2 separate regions of the Callithrix jacchus genome follow, and region 1 is linked to region 2. A link is a contact called in public Hi-C data. All regions are on one chromosome and are shown on one strand. Each heading gives the region's core, a stretch centred on a gene start, on an enhancer-like site or on the middle of the called end of the contact. The rest is flanking DNA. Distances are from core to core; before and after follow the strand shown. Region 1 holds the start of NXT1 (nuclear transport factor 2 like export factor 1). Region 2 holds the start of THBD (thrombomodulin).

Region 1 (6,531 bases), core at 539-3,038, 290 kb after region 2:
ATCAAAGGGGAAATAAAATCCAGGTTGCTTCCAAATAGAGCAGGCAGTGAGTGTTGAGGATTGATCATCCCAACTATGCAGTTGAGAAGCAATGATTTGAACCCAGACTTGTCTGTTCATTCAAACAGTATTTATTAAGCCCTTGCTATGGGTCAGGCACAATTTTATATGCTGGAGACACAAACCTAAAAGGACTCTCACAGAAGGGCAGACCCCACAAACCTACAAGGCAGAACAGCTGCCTCTCAGGACTAAAATCTCGGCTTTTTAAAAGGTCTTGGAGGTAGATTAATGTTTTTCTTTTCTACCTACGAATCGACACTGTGACACCAGGATGGTTCTTTGTCTCTCAGCCTCCTTATCTATAAAATCAGAAATAACAGTACCTCCCCCAGTAAGTTATGTGAAAGAAATGAAAGGAGCTTATTATGCAGGAAACTTAAAAGCAGCACAACATCCAAACTACTGAGCATGCAATAAATTACCTCTTTCCCACTTCCATCCCATCCATGCTGATTTAGATTAAGTATAACTGCCCTGGAGTTTATAAAGCCGTTTTAGTTCATAAAGCCCGGAAGATGCTCCTTCGCCCTCTCTGCTCAGCCGCCAACATGTCTTTTAAATAATCCAAACTTTCTAAACTGAAGTGTGTGTGTGTTTGGGGGGAGCGGGGGGGGGGGGGGCATACTAAATAGCCCAGCTGTTTTCAACTTGTCCTGAAATCTGAGACCAAGATTCTCTTAGAAATGCAAGCAAAGGAAGCCGACGGGACACCAAGAAAGCACAGGTCATTTCACCTCGTCTAGCTACATCTAGTCCTCTCCCGGCTTTGCAATTAATTATTCAGCCTCAGACCAGCAGATGGAGCTAACATTTGCGTCTGAAGAAACGAGGTTTTTCATTTAATTTACAAGGTACAGTTTCTCGAGCCTCCACAGTTGTTACATCTTGTTGAACCTGTTTGTATAATTCTGTAAAAAATCCAGTCCCCATTCCAGAACAGTTGAAACGTAGCTAAGGACCCGGAAGAACAGAATCTCAACCCCAGCCAGGCCCGGGTTTCCCGGGGCCCCTCATGCTTCAGGGCAGTGGGGCGCCGCCATCACCGCCCGCCTCCGTCCTCCCCTCGCCCCAGTCCCCTCCCACTTTATATATTTCCCATCTGACTAAAACTGGCTTCCTCCGTGTCCACCAAGACGTCGTCTCTAAATGGCCTAAACTCCCAAGGAGTGCGATCGGCTCAGGCACTCGGACACGCGGATTCCACCGGGCGCGACCGGCGTTGCCCTCGTCATGGCATCGCGGCGCCTCACGTGCTGCCGGACAGAAGGCCTCGGTGGGGTCGGCGGCGGCTGCTGCTGGCCTCGACCGCATTAAGCGGCGACGTTTCACGAACCTTTTAACTGAAATCACTCCAATACAGGCGCATGCGGGACGAGGGGAAAGCTCCTCACCAGACCCCGCCCACCTTTCCCTCCCTCTTCCGCCAAGCGTCCACCACGCCGCAGAAAGAAAAGCGAACGCCCCTCCCGGCTCCAGGGGCGAGACCTGAGAGATTTGGCCCAATCAGGGATTCCACCTAACCAGACGGGCCAGAGTCTGTGACCCGGTTGGACCAATGAAAACTCGAGGGCGGATTCGCCAGGGTCTTCTGGGAAAGTGATGCTCCCGGAAACTACCGCCTCCTTTCCGCAACATGTGGGCGGAGTTAGCCTTCCAGCCCGCAGTCCCACTGGCTGACTTCGCTGCCCGTCACGGGAAGGCGGGAGAGGGCGGGCCGGGACGCTCGCGTCTGCGCGGAGCCGGGCTGGCCGCGCGCGGGAAGCCGCGGAACTGCGCCGGAAAGTCCCCCGGTTCTGGGCCCCGGGTGACCCAAACTAAGCCTCCAAGAAGGAAAAGGAGGAGAGAAAGGCAGCTCTTCCCGTGACCCTGCCTGAGGCCTCCGTGGGCGCACTGCGTGACCTCCGCGGCCGGCCCCTTCGTGGAGCTGCGGCCCACGCGGGGGTCGTCCCGACCGTGGGCGCCGCTGCCGGCCCTGACTCGGGACGTCGCGGCGCAGGTAGGTTGCCGTCCCCTGGCGGACTGATACCCAAGACAGGCCGGCGCGCATACCCCACGCTCTTCTCCATTGCGGAGAACGAGACACGGCTGTGCCTTTGTCCACGTGGTAGAGTTGCCGCCGGCGTGAGGCTCTCGCCTGTGCGAAACGCGTGGCAGCGAATTCGCTTTGCAATGAGGAAAGGCGCGTCCCCGCACGGAGCAGCTCTCGGGTGTGAGGAGGGCGGGGCAGGGCGTGCGTCCTTCTAGGTTTGAATTAAAGGCGACTGGAGGGAAGTAAGGCCGTGCCGCTGTGGCAGCGTCTCCCGTCCAGCTCCGGACACTCGACCGTGCGGGCCGTAGGGGGAGGCGGCGGTCTTCACAGTTTCTTACTCCAGTCCTCACTGGTTCTTTTTCTGATTAGACAGGCAGCGGGGCTGACGGCCCCATGGGTTACTGAGAACCAAGAAGTGGAGATGATCCTTCTTTGGGGTGTGGGGGCGTGGCCGATCGTTAGATTGTGTTTGGAAAGACAGCCAGGGGCAGAGCTGGAGAAGAGGGGCGTCTCTGAGATGATGGGGGGTACTGGTGCCATGGAGGGAGGAGGAGTGAGGTGGAGGTCGGGAATTCCAGCCAGAGAGACATGGGGTCCCTGGGAGAAAATTTCCACGCCAGCAGTCCTGGAGTTGTGCTCATGGAGACTTGTTTACGTAAGTAAAAGGATAGCATCGTCTTGACAGAATTTCAGCCCTCAGGCTGGTCTTGTGAATGATAGATCAGGAGTGTACTTACCGTCATTTTCTTCATACAGCCCTAGTTTTCCTTTTTCTCATTTGTAAAACTGTTACAGTAATACCTTTCTCATCCTTTTGTGGTGACATTTAAATGAGGTAATGTATGTGAAGCCCTTTGCAAACACAGCGCTTCTTATTCGTGGGTTGCGCATGGGGTGCATTCAGCTAACCTCAGATCAAAAATATTCTTCAGAAAACGCAAAATCCGTTTGTACTGAACATGTGGAGACTTTTTCTTCTTGTGATTATTTTCTAAACGATACAGTATAACAACTATAATCGCATCTACATTGTATTAGGTATGACAGGTTACCTAGAGATGATTAAGGTATATAGGAGGATGCCCATAGGTTATATGCAGACAGTACAACATTTTATCAGGGACTTAAGCATCAGCACGTGCTGCTATCCTCGGGGTTCCTGAATCCAGTTTCTCACAGATACCGTGGGACCGATGTACTCAGTTCAGAGTACAGTTGGGGCTTAACTTTGAGGTCTGTGGAGGCAGTGGAAAGACCCATGACTGAAATTGGCTGGGCTTTCCCAGACGCAATGCACCACCACTTTTGTCAGCCGTTACAAGTACTTGTCTCTTTCCAGCTCTATATGAAATGTGTTATCTATTTCATAAACTAATCATTAAAAAAAAAAAGTTAAGGTCTTTGAAATAAAAAATTATTCATTATTTAAGTTTGTAAATATGAACTGTTTTGGTAATGTCCTGTATTTTAGTAATCCACTATTTTAGTAGTTCTTTATTTGTTTTTTAAGTGAAATATTTCAGTTATGGAGAAAAGAACCTAATAGTTGTGCCTGTACCCCAAAAAAAGTAAATGTGAATTTTTTTTATGGTTTAGGACTTTTTTATTGGAGGGGCAATTTGACATTTCAGCTACAGTTCAAATTCTGTGCCCACACCCCAGGAACTTTGAATTCTAACATGTCTTTCTGTTGAGGCACTGTGGCTCCACCACAGTTACATGGGGGATATTAGTACCCATGTAAGCTGAGTGTCCTCCCTTCTAATCCCCACTCACCAGCTTATCATGGGGATTATGGCTGCCATTTTGGTTCTGTCCTCATGTCACATGTGTTTCTACCTTCTTAAGAAACCTGCCGTCTCTGCCCTCCCAGTTCCTCTCAGGTGAGCTTATGATGGGCTTTCCCAGACTCAGCATCTGAGGAGCATTTCATTGGTTGGTTGGCCTTTATGGGGCCAGTGACCACTCTTCCCTTCAACATGGTCCACTGTCTTTGCCCAGGGGCAGTCATGTCTGTTGCAAGCATTCAGGAAAGAGTGGTCTTCCGTAGTCAAATTAACTCCATTTTATAAAATGGGATTTTAAAAACTCCTGGTCTAGTCAGCCTTCTTGTCCTCTGGGAATTGATTCCAGCAACCCCCTACCTCTGCAACAGACCAAATCTGCTGATGCTCCAAGTCCTTGATATAAAATGGCATTAAGGCCAGGGGTGGCTCGTGCCTATAATCTTCAGCACTTTGAGTGGGCAGATCACCTGAGATTAGGAGTTCAATTTCAAGACCAGACTGGCTAACATGACGAAACCCTGTCTCTACTAAAAATACGAAAATTAGCCAGGTATGATGGCAGGCACCTGTAGTCCCAGCTACTTGGGAGGCTGAGGCAAGAGAATCGCTTGAACCTGGGATGGGGGGTTGCAGTGAACAGAGATTGCACCACTGCACTCCAGCCTGGGTAGGAGTGAGACTCCGTCTGTAAAACAAAATAGCGTAGGACAGTCATCCCAACGTATTCGCAGTTTTCAGCCTGAGGTTGGCTAAATCTGTGGATGCAAAACCCTCAGATATGGAGTGTTGACTGTAACTAAATGTTTTTAACTAAACGCTTAATGTATATTACTCATTTAATTTTCCTATTACAGTTACGCCGCAGTGGTGATCCCATTCTAACAGACGGAAGCTTAGTAAGGTTAGGCATTTGGGCGCTGTATACCATTTGAGGCCCCAGTCTTTGTTCTGCCGTTTGGAACTATTTTGCAGGTAGCAGGAAAGGACTGGTGCACTGTTAGAGCAGAATGAACTTTGGCATTCACGTGGGTTCTCTTCGACCTTACTTCCCTGCAGCCCTTGGTTCCCCAAGGCCGAGGAAACACCCGGTGGAGCCCTTCTTCCACAGAACCAGAGATGGCATCTGTGGATTTCAAGACCTACGTGGATCAGGCCTGCAGAGCTGCTGAGGAGTTCGTCAACGTCTACTACACCACCATGGATAAGCGGCGGCGTTTGCTCTCCCGCCTGTACATGGGCACAGCCACCCTGGTCTGGAACGGCAATGCTGTTTCAGGACAAGAATCCTTGAGTGAGTTTTTTGAAATGCTGCCTTCCAGCGAGTTCCAAATCAACGTGGTAGACTGCCAGCCTGTTCACGATGAAGCCACACCGAGCCAGACCACAGTCCTTGTTGTGATCTGTGGATCAGTGAAATTTGAGGGCAACAAACAACGGGACTTCAACCAGAACTTCATCCTGACTGCCCAGGCCTCACCCAGCAACACGGTGTGGAAGATCGCAAGTGATTGCTTCCGCTTCCAGGACTGGGCCAGCTAGTGCGGGTGGCAGAGGCTCTGCTTCCCTCAGCGCTAGCTCTGCGGAGAAATGCAAATCTCAGTGCTCCAGGATGTGAAGAACACAAGTTCATTTCTGTTGTTGCGGAGACTCTGCAGATGCCACTGTGCTGAGGCTGAGCTCTGTCGCTCAAGTTCTAGGAGCCCCTTTCCTGAACACACATTTGTTTGTCATGGTTTCCTTTTCAAAGCAGTAAACTTTTCTATTTTTCTACTTGCTCAGTAGAGACTCTGATTCTGGAAATTCTGACAAATAATTTAATAATACACATATTGCTTCTTTCCCCCTGCCTGATGTGTCTGACCAGGTTTTGCGGGAGGAGGAGGGCTAAAGGCGGAAAGCATAATAGGAAGCACCCACACAGGGGTGACAATCAGGGCTGAGTACCTACCCCGGGCACCGGTATGCACACAGGTGACCCACCTGAAGCTGTGATTCACAGCTCCCTGCATACTAGAATCCCTTGGAACACTGAAAATTACCTATGCCAAGGCCATACTCCAGACCCGACGATGCCTGAGTCTGTGTGTGTGTGGTGGTTGTTGGTTTTTTTTTTTGAGACAGAGTCTTGCTCTGTCACCCAAGCTGGAGTACAGTGGCATAATCTCCGCTCACTGCAACCTTCGCCTCCCAGGTTCAAACAGTTCTTGTGCCTCAGCCTCCCGAGTAGCTGGGATTGCAGGCACACGCCACCATGCCCGGCTAACTGTATGTCTGAATCTTTGAGGGTAGAGCTGGGCATGGGCAGTTTTTAAAAGCACCTAGGCCCTACCATAGCACCTTAGCTGAGAACTAAATGATGAGAACAGATAAAATACTAGAGTTAGCTAAGAACTGCCTACAAATGAAGCCACCATATTAAACTCATTCGTAAAGAGAAAGTGAAGCAGCACTGATTCTGAGACAAAGGGGCACTGAAACTGGGATGGAGGACATCAGAACTAGAAGCTGCTTTTACTGATCCTAAAGGCCAACCCCAATTGCATTTCTCTAAAGAAAGAATAGCAAACCTCACAGAAGTCGGACCAATAGATGATGTGCCATGCTGCGGCTTCCCCAGTTGAGTTGTCTTTGTTGAGAGTGTGTTAGGTGTGG
Region 2 (6,164 bases), core at 3,325-5,824:
AATTGTAAGGTGTCACTGTCTCCTCTGTTCTCCCAGCAACTGTCCTGTCCCCGCTTGTGTAACTCTTCCTTCACAAAGACCGTCTACTCCTTAGGGGGAGCTTGGCTCAGCTTGCTATCTCCATAGGGCACTGTGCATGGCAGCTGCCCCAGCACACACACACACACACACACACACACACACACACACACACACTCACGTCATCACTGCATCTGTGATGGATGTCAAAATCTCCAACCCTGTTTTCACAATAACCACTCAAACAGAAACTCACAAATTTGGCTTTATCCAGACATATAAAGCACTTGAATGTTTGCCTGGGCTTTACTTTCTCTTAATTTTTTCTTTAAAAACTCTTTCCGAGCCCTGCATATTGCATTCAGCCAGCCCTACCATCCTAGGAAAGTGAGCCCAAGAAATGTATGCTGTGAAAAGGCACTGTTTTTCATCTCCAACAGAGCTGGGAATGATTTCATTCCTTTAGAAATGAATACTTGAATTAGAGCCACCAGTCGACATCCTTCATGACTGCATTGAATTTGGATATCTCACAGAGCAGATAATGCCAAACCATACACAGGACACACAGCTGGGATTCGCCAGATGCCCCAGGAAGGGTTTATTTAATTCATTCCAACAAATGATCCTGTAATGTACTAAAAAGCACAGAAAACAAGTCCTCATATATGAAGTTGTTATGGTTACGGAAGGAAATAAATAAATATTTGTGCATACGGAGATCAGTGAAAGTAGTAGTAGCCTCTGGAAAGAGCTTTGAAAATCAGAGAGGGTGCCATCCTCAGACAACAGGAGCGCTGGGGTGCAGGGAAAAAGAATTCACGTGTCTCACAGCATTTGCATGGTTTAAACTGAGGGGACTGGGGGAGGAAAACTGAACAGACACACAACCCAAGAGTACACTGTATTTGTTTATTTTGTACAAGTGACATCATAAGCAAGGGCTTTGCCTGTGTTCTAGTTTATCTCCAACAAATAAATAACTATGTACAAATATGTTGAGTCTACAAAATAGAAGATGAAAATCTTTGTCTTACAAAAGATACATTTCTATGATACATTTGTTTCCATCCACTGAAGCAGGTTTTCACTCCTGGCTTAAGACCTTGCAGATCCTGTGTGGCAGTGTCTAGAGCTGTGTACCTAGTCTTTTCTACCAGAGAACAAAGCTACACAATAAAAATTCCTCAGTTTCTTGAAAATAAGGGCCTGACTTGGCCTGCTAGTTATAACTGATCCCTATTTAATGTATTCCAGAAAACTGGAAGCAGACTGGAACCATTGACCTCAAATTACTGAGCAGACTCATCCCCTGCTGATCTTGTTAAATATAGATTCTCATGAACTAGATGGGGTGGGGCCTAGGATTCTGCATCTCTAACCAGCTCCCATGGCAGCCTCCAATTCTTGTTCAGGGGCCACATTCCAAAAGGCCCCTCTGAAATGGTAGAAATTTTCTGAGGACCTGATTAAGGCTGAGCCCTGATTGGGCATCCTCCAGGATCTATTCCCAAGGTCCCTTCCAAAAGACCAGTAGAGCTGGTTTTATTTAGGTCTACCAATGACAAGGACAGTGAGAGACAATTACCAACTGGCATGAATCATGAAGCTCAAAACTTTCTTAAACTGGCTGCTGGAAGGTGCCTGTCTCTCCTCTCAATCCAGAGCAACCTTCTGAACATTTTCAACACTGTCAAAGTAATAATAACAAAAAAAGAAACTGCATAAGAAAATTAGCAACAATTACCATTTTCAGTACAAATCAAAGCAACCACAAAGTTCAGGCTCACTGTTTAAAAAAATAAAGATAAAAATATCTTTGGGTGTAATTTCTATGACAGTCCAGCAACATTAATTCAATGCATTTTACATCTCAACCTTTGCTTAAAATTATTTTGCGCTGAGAACCTGAAATTTCAGGATAAATTAGCAAATCTGGTGAAAAAGCAAAGGGCCATTGTTATTTTGAGTGTTTTTGTTTCTGTTCATGTAGGAGTTTCTGTCTGAGCAGGCAGGTAAGGGCAAAAGAAATAGGGTCAGGCACAGGTCAGGCAGGGCGACTCAGGTGAGCCGGCCCAGTTCCTGAGAGGAGGAAACTAGGAAGAATGGCGAAGAAATGGAGCTTGCTTCATAAATGTGAGAGGGCCAGGAAAAAGAATTCACTAAGATAGTTTATCTGCCACATGAGAAGTGGGAGTTTGTAGAGCGAGATGGGAGAGGTATGCAAAGTGGATACCGGAGACATACAGGTAGGAAAAAAGGAAACAAACAGAAGCCTAAATACTTTTAAAAAATAAATATTTTGCTCATCCCTAGCCCACGAGGTCAAGGTCTGCCCAAAGGGCCGCCAGGCAATAACGCTCACCCTCCTGCGCCCAGTGGTGAGGAGCTGCGACACTTCTTTGCCTTCGTCGTAAAATCGTCATGTCTGCCCAGTGGTCCAGTGACGTCATGGAAGAGGCTGAGGCTCATTCTCCTCCTTCTAATCGGCCTCTCCCCGTTTAGGCATGGAATCAGAGAACACAGCTTGGTGGGGGCGGGGCGGGCCTTCTCCAGCTGTAATCCAGCTAGGGTGCTCTGGGTAGCGGTGGAGTACAGCTGAGGGCGAGGAGGCACAGGAGCGAGAGAAAGCCCACGCCAAAGCCGGGCTCCTGGACGGAGGTCGCTCAGAGTCCCTAAGGCGTCTGCTCGGTCCGCACGTGCTGCAGCACTACCTCCTTGGAGGGGGCCGCGCACTTGTACTCCATCTTGGCCCTGGTGGCGCCCTGCTTCTTGCGCTGGTGGCGTAGGAGGGCCAAAAGCGCCACCACCAGGGACAGGCTGGCAATAGAGATGCCTATGAGCACGCCCGAATGCACGCGCCCGGCGGCCGGGGGATTGGAGGTGGAGCCCGGCGTCGGGCTGACCGGAGGCTCTCCAGAGCCGCCGTCGCCTCCGTCCACCTTGTCGGTGTCACAGTCGGTGCCAATCTGGACAGTAAGGGCCGAGTCGGTCCCGCAGATGCACTCGTAGGTACCCAGGAGGTTGCGGCATTCCCCGGAGCAGAAGCCGCCGTTCTCGCACTCGTCGATGTCGGTGCACATGAAACCTTCGTCCAGGATGTAGCCTTCAGGACACTCACAGTTAGACTTGGTGTTGGGGTCGCAGTCGGCTGGACAGGCAGTCTGGTTGCAAAACATCTGGCACCTGTGCGGCTGCTGGGGCACCGGCGCGAAGCCTTCGGCGCAGATGCAGCGGTAGCTAGTTTGGCCTAAGGGCTGGCACTGGTACTCGCAGTTGGTTCCAAAGCACGGGTCCACGGGCTCCACGCACTCGCCGTCCACCAGGTCGTAGCCAGGGTAGCAGTGGCATTCGAAGCCACCCTGAGTGTTGACACAGCGCTGCGGGCACAGATTGGACTCCAGCATGCAGTCATCCACGTCCACGCACCGGTGCAGGTCGTCTGCCAGCTGGTAGCCGGTCTCGCACATGCACGAATAGGAGCCCGGCTTGTCCGGGTTTCGAACGCAGAAGTGCTCGCAGAGGTCTTCGCAGGACTGCTTCGCGGGTGCGGTGCAGGAGCGCCCGTCTGCCTGCAGGGCGGCGCCGACTGGGCAGAGGCAGCGGGGAGCCCCAGCGCTCGCATTGCACGCGTGCTCGCAGCCGCCGTTCTCCACGCTGCAGTCCCAAGCGCCGGGCGCATCCCTAGTCCAGTGTCCCTGGACCTCCCCAGGCGGTGCGGCGCACTCCAGCTCCAAGCCTAGGGGCGCCACCGAGGCGGAGCTGCCCACCGGCAGCGCCTGAAAGTCCGCTCCGCGGGCCGCGAAAGGGGTGCCATAGGTGATCCGGACGGCTGCAGCCGCGGCGCCGGGCTCCACCACCAGGGGCCTGCAGGTGGCTGGGAAGTGGAACTCGCAGAGGAAGCCATCGGCCTTCACATCACACGGCTGCTCCTCCCAGACCGGCTCGCCGGGGACAGGGGCCCCAGCAGCAGAGACCGAGACGCACAACGGGCCGCAGAGGGGAGCCCCATTGAGGTAGAGCTCCGCCCACCTGCTGTAGCTGGTGTGGTTGTCTCCCGTAACCCACTGGAAGCCGCGCAGGGGCCCGAGGCTGTTGGGGTCGCCGCAGCCTGGTGGCAGCTGCAGGCCGATCCAGAGGCGCGGGCCAACCTCGCCGTCACCACTCAATAGCAAGGAAATGACATCGGCAGCCACTGAGGAGCGCACTGTCATTAGGTGGCCCTGCAGTCTAACGCAGATCTGGCTGGCAGCGAGGAAGGTCGTGGGGCCCGGGTAGAGCGCGAAGCAATCGTGTTCGACGCACTGGCTGCCACCGGGCTGTGGCTCTGCGGGTGCGGGGAGCCCCAGGCCGGCCAGAGCCAGCACGCCAAGGAGGATGGCCCCGAGCATGTTACCCAGACGCGCCGAGTGCAGGCGCTGTGAAAAGCGCAGGCACTGAGACCGGGCCGGGCCGGAGCAGAGGGGCGCAGGACGCCGCTGGTGACAGCCTCTCCTGACCGTCTCAGTCCAGACCCTTCTGGCCGCGGCGCGCAGCCCCTGCTAGACAGCCTCTGACATTCGGATCGGCCGGGGCTCGAGTTTATAAGTGCGCGGCCCTCCCTCCCTGGACGTTCGGGAAAAGGAAGGAAGTGCCTGGTGGGAAGGGCTGAGGCCGCATACTCGGATTGCTGGGTTCTCCGGCCGCCCTGAGCCCGCCCTCGCGCATGGGATCACCTCGCCGGGATGAGTAAACCCGGCTCTGGAGCAGGGAGGTTCTCGGGCGGGGCCGACAGGGGCAGGCGCCAGGAAAGGCCAGCACCCCTGTAGCCAGACGACTGTCCCCGCCCCCACCACGCTGGCCCCCACGCGTGCAGCCCTCCTTCATCTCTTGGACTTCCTTCCTTTCTTTTCATATATGTTGCCGTCACATCCAAGGAAAGCCCGCATTGCAGAGCTCTGGGAATCGGAGACGTCAGCGAAGAGGGCTTGGAATGGGGCGTGGGGGAGATGGTGCACGAAACCTGCAGGACACTGGGAGGGGTGACCCGCACGAAGGGGACTTTGGGAGGGACTGTCTAGGACGTGGACTTCCCCAAAGACAGGCTCGCAAGGAGAGACAGCTGGATCCCGTCCCCTGCCAGGGTGCCTGGCTCAGGGAACCGGCGGAGCGCTTGGCCTCAGAGGACAGTGGGTGTGGCTGGGGTGACGGGACAGGGCGGGGAAGACTGGCCTGACAGCAGCGCCCTCTGCCCCATGGTTGGCCAGGGGGACCCGCGAGTCCCTGGGCAACCCCATCTCGTCACGTGAGGAAGGCGCGGGGACACTATCACGGCTCCTGAGGTCCTGACCTCGCTCAGAGGCCGTGGCAGGTGAATTGCTGCGGCGCGGGGTAAGAGCGGGCGCGTGGGAGCGAAGCAGCCGGGCCGGTTTCCGTCCAGCTTCCGAGGGACGGCGCATCTCGCACCCCAACAGGGTGGCTGGCAGCCCCTCGGGGAGGCGCTGCGGGCTTCCCGCGGGTCCCACTCATGTCAGCAAAGAAAGTTTCCATTTGGTCCAGCGGCCGCATTGATACCGAGATGCACAGAAATGCCACTTGCTTGGCAAAGGGCACTGAGGAGACACGGTCCCGTGGATGGGCGCGGTGAGGAGGGCTGGAGGAGGAGATAGGAACCTGTGGCTTTCGACCTCGTCCGGTAGTTCCCTGACTGGGAATGCGGAGGAGTGGGCCACCTCCTCCGGTCGCCCCCATAACAGTGAGAGGCAAAAGGTTCAAAGACACCCTTGCGTCTCTCCTCCACCGTCCTCACAACGAGCGCCAGGCGGCGGCGCTGTCGAGCTCTAAACAAAGCCAAGGAAGTTGGAGAAGTTTCGGGCTAAAAAGGGTTAAGGTCTGGGAGCGCAGAGGCCTCCCCCTGGGGTAGGAAGCTCCGTACCCCGGCAGCCCCTTGTGGATTCCGCGGCGTTTACCTCTTGCCTCCAGGGTCTCGTAGATTCCGGACATTAAACGAGAACAGAGAGTATGGAGCCTGCACGTGCGAAAGACACGCACCGGGGGGGTGGGCCGGGCTGGACTGGACTGACCCGCCGTGACCAAGTGGGTGGAGCGTGGACACTCCGAAAGCGAAAGGGCTGTCCCACCCCACACCCTCCAGCGCCTTGGGGCAG

The links. A called contact is a pair of places that touch in the nucleus more often than the background predicts.
Region 1: a contact with region 2 is called in a Hi-C map of skeletal muscle, with 6 times the contacts expected there. The contact joins the promoter of NXT1 here to the promoter of THBD in region 2. A contact is called at or near these places in 3 of 3 Hi-C or Micro-C datasets (induced pluripotent stem cells and skeletal muscle).

Annotation. Positions count from the first base shown.
Region 1 is chr5:30,372,314-30,378,844 of calJac240_pri, forward strand. It overlaps NXT1 (nuclear transport factor 2 like export factor 1), which reads left to right and starts at 1,789. Exons shown (of 2, transcript XM_078371517.1): 1 at 1,789-2,059; 2 at 4,936-5,725. The coding sequence starts at 4,996. The coding sequence ends at 5,418. It overlaps LOC108591664 (a long non-coding RNA gene), which reads right to left and starts at 1,455. Exons shown (of 8, transcript XR_013535145.1): 1 at 1-1,455.
Region 2 is chr5:30,077,688-30,083,851 of calJac240_pri, forward strand. It overlaps THBD (thrombomodulin), which reads right to left and starts at 4,575. Exons shown (of 1, transcript XM_003732821.6): 1 at 917-4,575. The coding sequence starts at 4,409. The coding sequence ends at 2,694.